Regions from separate parts of the Sus scrofa genome. Here region 1 is linked to region 2. A link is a contact called in public Hi-C data. All regions are on one chromosome and are shown on one strand. Each heading gives the region's core, a stretch centred on a gene start, on an enhancer-like site or on the middle of the called end of the contact. The rest is flanking DNA. Distances are from core to core; before and after follow the strand shown.

What was found. A called contact is a pair of places that touch in the nucleus more often than the background predicts.
Region 1: a contact with region 2 is called in a Hi-C map of skeletal muscle, with 2.5 times the contacts expected there. The contact joins the promoter of CBFA2T2 here to the promoter of CDK5RAP1 in region 2. A contact is called at or near these places in 4 of 47 Hi-C or Micro-C datasets (heart right ventricle, psoas muscle and skeletal muscle).

The regions. Positions count from the first base shown.
Region 1 is chr17:36,988,692-36,991,815 of Sscrofa11.1, reverse strand. It overlaps CBFA2T2 (protein CBFA2T2), which reads right to left and starts at 1,741. Exons shown (of 11, transcript XM_021078106.1): 1 at 1,536-1,741. The coding sequence starts at 1,569.
Region 2 is chr17:36,909,572-36,913,092 of Sscrofa11.1, reverse strand. It overlaps CDK5RAP1 (CDK5 regulatory subunit-associated protein 1), which reads left to right and starts at 1,749. Exons shown (of 13, transcript XM_013985267.2): 1 at 1,749-2,015.

The DNA.
Region 1 (3,124 bases), core at 492-2,991, 79 kb before region 2:
TATAGAATTCTCTTAGGAACACTATAAATAAATAAACAAAACAAACTTCAGTTACATAACAGAACCAAGAATTGTATGTTAGGGCCTATTTTAAACTGAACACTGCATAAAAGAGATGTGGGTATAAAAAATTTAAGTTCTGATAAAAGGTCCTTTCACTATACAAAGATAGTGTACCTTTGTCAGACCTAAGCTCCAAGAGGAATGGATCAAACTATCAAAAGCAGCAACTTTGCATTTCCTCAATCCAACCTTTAATGGGTATCAAACAAAGAGAGGCTATGGAAAGTGTCCCTTTTATGTGTGGAAGAACATGGGCTCTGAGGCTGGATCCACAGGGTTCCTTCTGTTCCTCAGTGTCATCCTCTACAAAATGGGCTTACACAAATACTTAACTCTTATTTATACCATAATCAGGATTAAAGAAAAAAAACATGCAAAATGGATTTGTTTCCCCATTTAACATGTCTCTTCCCCCTCCTCCCAAATAAACTCGAAGCTTGAGTTTGGTCTATCTAGTTGTTCCTATATTCCCAGAGCCAAAATGGTACTTTTTACTTAATAGATGATTTAATAAATATTAAATGAATAGAATGCAAAAAGCCTACTGCTCAAAAAAAAATGTTGGCTATTATTGCTACTGTAACAAGAAACAATTAAAATTTTATCGTTGTTATTAAGAGACCCACCCCGCCCCCAAAGATCTTATGATTCTAGGAGGAACAGTAGATAAATGCTAAAAAGGAAAAATGGAGGTAAGAAAAGCAATTGGATCATAAAGCAGGACTAACCAAAGACAAAATTAAAATCTCACACAAACAAAAAACCAGAGACCAATCTAAAGCTTTTCCAAGTGAGGTTCACCCTGGACGAGGTTTATTAGCGATTATAGTAATGACAATTTCCACACTTGTGTATGTGCTAAAGTCCATGCCAAGCCTCCCACTTGGACACACAAAACCCACAACTGGGGTAGGGAGGGGCTGAAGATGCTCTTTACATCTTCATTTTGCAGAAGGGGAAATCGAGGCTCGAAGAGACCCAAGGTCACAGCCTGTGAGTGGGGGAACCGGGATGGAAACCCAGGCAGACCAACCCCTGAGTCGGCACTCAACAGGCCCCTCGGAGGCAACATCCTCGCTTCCTATACCATCCGCCACACACCCCTCGAAATTGGGCGTGTGTACTACTTCTCCAGGGTCGGACTTTGTGGCCCCGGAGCCGGGAGAACAAAACAATCCTTGTCCGCGGGCAAGTTCGATGGACGCCAGCCCGGCCGCGGCTGCGAGGCCGCGGTCCCCACAGATTCGCTCAGTCCATGAGCTCCGAGCCCTCGAGCAGTGCAGGAGACGCTCGGGCGGCCACGGGAGCCCAGGAAGGCCCGGCCTGCCTCATGACCTTGGATCTGCCGCCCTTCTTGGGGCCTCAGTTTACCACCCCGGCCTCGCGCTGGGGGCCTCCCGGGAGCTCGCGCTTGTGGAGCCGCAGGCCCCTCACACGCCCCCCTCAGCCGCCCGCCTTCCCGCCCCGCTTACGCTGGAAGGCGGCCGCTCCGGGGACGCCCACCATCGCCGAGCGCCAACGCCAAGCGCCTCCGCCTCCACCGGCGGCCCGGGTCCCTCGCAGGAGCCTCCGCGGGACCTGAAGCCGCCAAGCTCTCCAACCCCAGAGCCGCCGCTGCTGCCGCCGCCAACGCCACCGTTAGGCCGCGCGCCGCCCCGCCCCCCAGATGGCCCCGCCCCGTTCGCCTGGCACGCCCCGCCGCGCGCTCTCGCCTGCCAGGCCAACGCACGCGGAAGCCCGGCCCCAAGACGAGTTCCCACTAAACTCCAACCCCCTGACCTGCCCCGCCCCTTCCGCGCGAACCTACCACCCTATCCCGGAGCATCCTGCTTCTCAGTCCCGCCCCGCCTGCGTCACGCGCGCCCATCACGTGCACGGCCCAATCTTCAGACACTGGGATTCCTGCTGTGGTGAGGAAAGTGACTGGAGCCCAGAGGCGGAGCCCTAGGGGGAGGAGCTTAGGGGGGAGGGACACCGCCTCACCTGAGTTGTAGAGATTAAGGTCTAGTCGTTTTTTATGCCTGTCGTTTGGCGAGTCACTTCCCCTTTTTGGCCTGCAGTGTTTCAAATGTCTGAAATGCCATTTCCAGGAGTTCCCATTATGGCTCAGTGGTAACAAACTCTGATTAGTATTCATGAAGATGCCGGTTGGATCCCCGGCCTCCCTCAATGGGTTAAGTATCGGGCAAGTGTTGTCGTGAGCTGTGGTGTAAATTGCAGACGCAGCTCAGAGGATCATGCATTGCTATGATTGTGCTGTAGGCCCCCAGCTGAAGCTCCTATTCAACCCCTAGCCGGAACTTCCATATGCCACAGGCGAAGCCCCAAGAAGCAAAAAATAAAAATAAAAATATAAAAATAAAATGTCATTTCCATAAAATTAATAATTGTTGGCTATCATTATGTAGAGCTATTTTTATACACGCCATACAGTTAATCCTCACAATGAGAGAGAAAAATATCATCATTCTCACTTTTCTACAAATGCAAAAAGGGATTTTTCCACCAAATACCTTATCCACTGGTTATTGTTAGCAAAAAGCAGAGGTGGGATTGGAAGCGAGGAACTCTGACTTAAGACCCAGTTCTTTGAGCTACTCTGAACTATTCTGCCTCCCAAAGTCTCAAAAACAGGGATTAAAATTAAAGCAAGAGATTAATAATTCCAAACTCCTCTATGTACAAAGATACTGTAAACAAAGTTCTCTTGATTTGCTTGTCTTTTATAAGCAAAGGACTGAGATAAAATATTGGCAACATATTCAACAAAGAATATTCAAAATAAAGAACTCCTTAAAACTAATAAGAAAAATAATTTGATAGAAAAATGGACAAAGAGGAGTTCCTTGGTGGCTAAGTGTCTTAAAGATCTGGTATTGTCACTGCTGTGGGTCAGGTCACTGCTATAGCATGATATTCCTGGCCACAGAACTTCTGCATGCCTCGGATATGGCAAAAAACAAAACAAAAAAACAAAGAATGAATAAACATGGTGTTCCCTTCGTGGCTCAGTGGTTAACAAATCCGACTAGGAACCATGAGGTTGCAGGTTCGATTCTTG
Region 2 (3,521 bases), core at 500-2,999:
GTAGTAAGGAAATAAGTAGGTTGGAGAAGTAAAAGTAAACAGTAACCAGATTGTGCAGGTTCTAGGACACAGTAGGGCATTTGGATTTTGTTGCAAAGGTAATGGCAAGCCACAGGGAGTTTTCACCAAGAGTGATATGATCTAATAAAACAAAAAACCAAATAAACTCTCTCAGGTACTGTGTGGGCAATAGTCTGTAGAAGACTAGATTAAGGGGGAAGTAAGGAGCCAGCAGGTCATTCCAATTGTTTCTTTGTTTCTTCTTTTTATGGCTGCACCTGCAGCTTATAGAAGTTCCCAGACTAGGGGCCCAATCTGCTGCTGGCCCATGCCACAACCACAGCAATGCTGGATCTGGGCTGCTCTGCTACATCTTGTGGCAGCACGGGATCCTTAATCCACTGAGCAGAGTCAGGGATTGAAGCACATCCTCATGGATACTCTGTAGAGTTCTTAACCAGTTGAGCCACAGTGGGAACTCCCTTATTGCAACTGTTTGTGAGGAGATGATGGTGGCCTGGGCTGGAGTTGCAGAAGGGGAAGAATGGGAAGTGGAAAGATTTGAGATATTTTATTTTTATGTTTTTGTCTTTTTAGGGCTGCACCTATGGCATATGGAGGTTCTCAGGCTAGGGGTCGAATCGGAGCTATAGCTGCTAGCCTACACCACAGCCACGGCAACATGGGATCCGAGCCATATCTGTGACCTACACCACAGCTTACGGCAATGCCGGATCCTTAACCCACTGAGAGAGGCACGGGATTGAACCTTCATCCTCATGGATGCTAGTCGGGTTTGTTAACCACTGAGCCATGATGGGAACTCCAGATTTGAGATATTTTAGAAATAGAGTTGACAGAACTTGCAGATAGACTGAGTGCAGAGGCTGAGGGAGAGGGAACAAAAATGACTCAGGTTCCTCTACTGCAACTGGGAGGATGTTTGGGTCATTTATTGAGATGGGCAAGACTGGGCAGGCACAGGTTTTGCATGAGGATGTGTGTGAGAAATTAGAGTTTTGTATTAAGTTAGAGATGGTCGATAGGCACTCAAGGGGATGTACCTGGTAGGCAGGGGAAGTAGGGGTCTGTAACTCCAGGGGGAGTTCATGCTTTAACCCATAACACAGCAGTATGCAATAGAAATAGAAAATGAGCCACATAATTAAAAATTTCCCAGTAGTCGGAGTTCCTGTAGTGGCTCAGCAGTAATGAACTGGACTAGTATCCATGAGGACTTGGGTTAGATCCCTGGCCTGGCTCAGTGGGTTAAGAATCTGGTGTTGCCATTAGCTGTGGTATAGGCCACAGATGCAGTTTGGATTCTGTGTGGCTGTGGCTGTAGCTGTGGCTGTGGCCCGCAGCAGCAGCTCTGATTCAACCCCTAGTCTGGGAACTTCCATATGCTGCAGGTGCAGCCCTGAAAAGCAGCAGTCACATTAAAATAGTAAAAAGAAACAGGTGAAACTATTTTTTTTCTTTTTTTTTCCCCCTGCAACCACGGCATGTGGAATTTTCCAGGCCAGGGATGGAACCTGTGCCACAGCACCAACCCAAGCCGCTGCAGTGACAAGGCGGGATCCTAAATCTGTGCGCCACAAGAGAACTCCATAGGTGAAACTAAAATAATATATTTAGCCTTCCAAATTCCAAATATTATCTCAGTACATAATCAATATAAAATTATTGACGAGACAGGCTGCATTCCTTCTTAGACATCCGGTGTGTATTTTATATTTAGAACACATTTAATTTGCATTCACCACATTTCAAGCGCGTCGTTGCTGCACGCCGGATAGAAGTTATCAAACGGTTCAGCGCAGGGACTTCCAGGCCGGGAGCTTGGACCCACCCGGAGGGCACAGTAACGCACTTCCGCCGGAACATCCCGGACCGAAATCGCGGAGGAACGGAAGTTGCGCGTGAGCGTGCGCAGTCGCAGACTGCTGAACCGGGATCTGGGGCAGCTGAGAGGTTCTTCAGCCGTTAGACGCCAGTCACTCTGACTGCGGGAGGTGAGCGGTGCCCCGGGAGAAAGTGGCCTGTGCCCAGGCCCACGGGCCGCGTATGGAGCTGGAGGGGCAGGGGGGCCCCAGGAATGCGCGGTGTTCAAGGGGAGGATAGAGCAGTGGTTATGGCGCGTTCTCTGGAATCAGACTGTTGTAATTCGCACCCTAGCCCCTTGCTTACTCATTTGTGATCTTGGCCAAGTCACCCCTCTTCCCCTCCAGCCTTAGCTTTGTCACCTGTGAAGTGGCGGTGATAGAACCTGCCTCCTGGTTGTGTGAGGATTAAATAGGATAATCCACGTGAAGCGCTCAATACCGCTTCTGACACATTGTAGTCACCCAGTAAGATGTATAGGCTGCTTTATTGCTTATTTATATTGAGACAAGGCTGTTGTCTCATCGTTTTTGTCGACTGCCGATTTATGTTGGGCCCCACAGAGGCCCCTACGTTGTGCTAGGCGAGCATTTTATTTATGTTACCACATTTGATCCTCACAACAGACACGGAGATAGGTTCTATAATAGATACTATTTTTCTCATTTTACACATGAGGAAGTGGAAGCTCCCAGAACTTAAGAAGCTTCCAGGTGTTCAAAGATACCTGGCCAGGCCAAAGATGGGTCAGACTCTGATTTTAGGGTCTTAACCACAATGCTCTTTGCCCACCCTTAAAGGGGGCATGGGCTGCAGATGTGCAATTAAGTTATGCCTTTATGTCTCACCACCTCTGAGAGGTATTTTTATCCTTATTTTATAGAGGTGGAATTGGAGGCCCAGAGACATGAATTTGACTTGCCCAAGGTCACACAAGTTAAAGGGCAGAAAGAGTTGACTTTATAGCTCACAGTAGAAGTGTGCTGTTCTCTGTCACTTGAAAGTAGGTTGGCATTGTTCCTGCCCGAAGTGCTGGTGCCACATATGGCAAGTGATTAGGTTGGAGAAGTAACAGGCCACATGTCATTTTACGTGTAAAACACCTGTCATGTTCTAGAATGGGAGATATGAAGAATGTAGAAATGAATGAGATTTGTTCTCTGCTCTCTGGGACCTCCCAGCTCCCAGGGTTAGGTAGTAATTAATAGCTAAGTGTGATGAGTCTTGTGATAGAAAGTTAGAAAGAGGTTTCGGGAGCCCAGAGGAGGATCCCTAGACTTTGGGAGTAGTGGCCAGGAAAGGCTTCCAGGAGGAAGCAGGGACCTAAAAGTAGCATAGAAATTGGCCAGGTCAGTTGAGAGACGATATACCTAGAGAGAACAGCATGTGTAAAAGCTTAGCAGCCAGGAGTTCCCGTCGTGGCGCAGTGGTTAACGAATCCGACTAGGAACCATGAGGTTGCGGGTTCGGTCCCTGCCCTTGCTCAGTGGGTTAACGATCCGGCGTTGCCGTGAGCTGTGGTGTAGGTTGCAGACGCGGCTCGGATCCCGCGTTGCTGTGGCTCTGGCGTAGGCCGGTGGCTACAGCTCTGATTCAACCCCTAGCCTGGGAATCTCCATATGCCGCGGGAGCGGCCC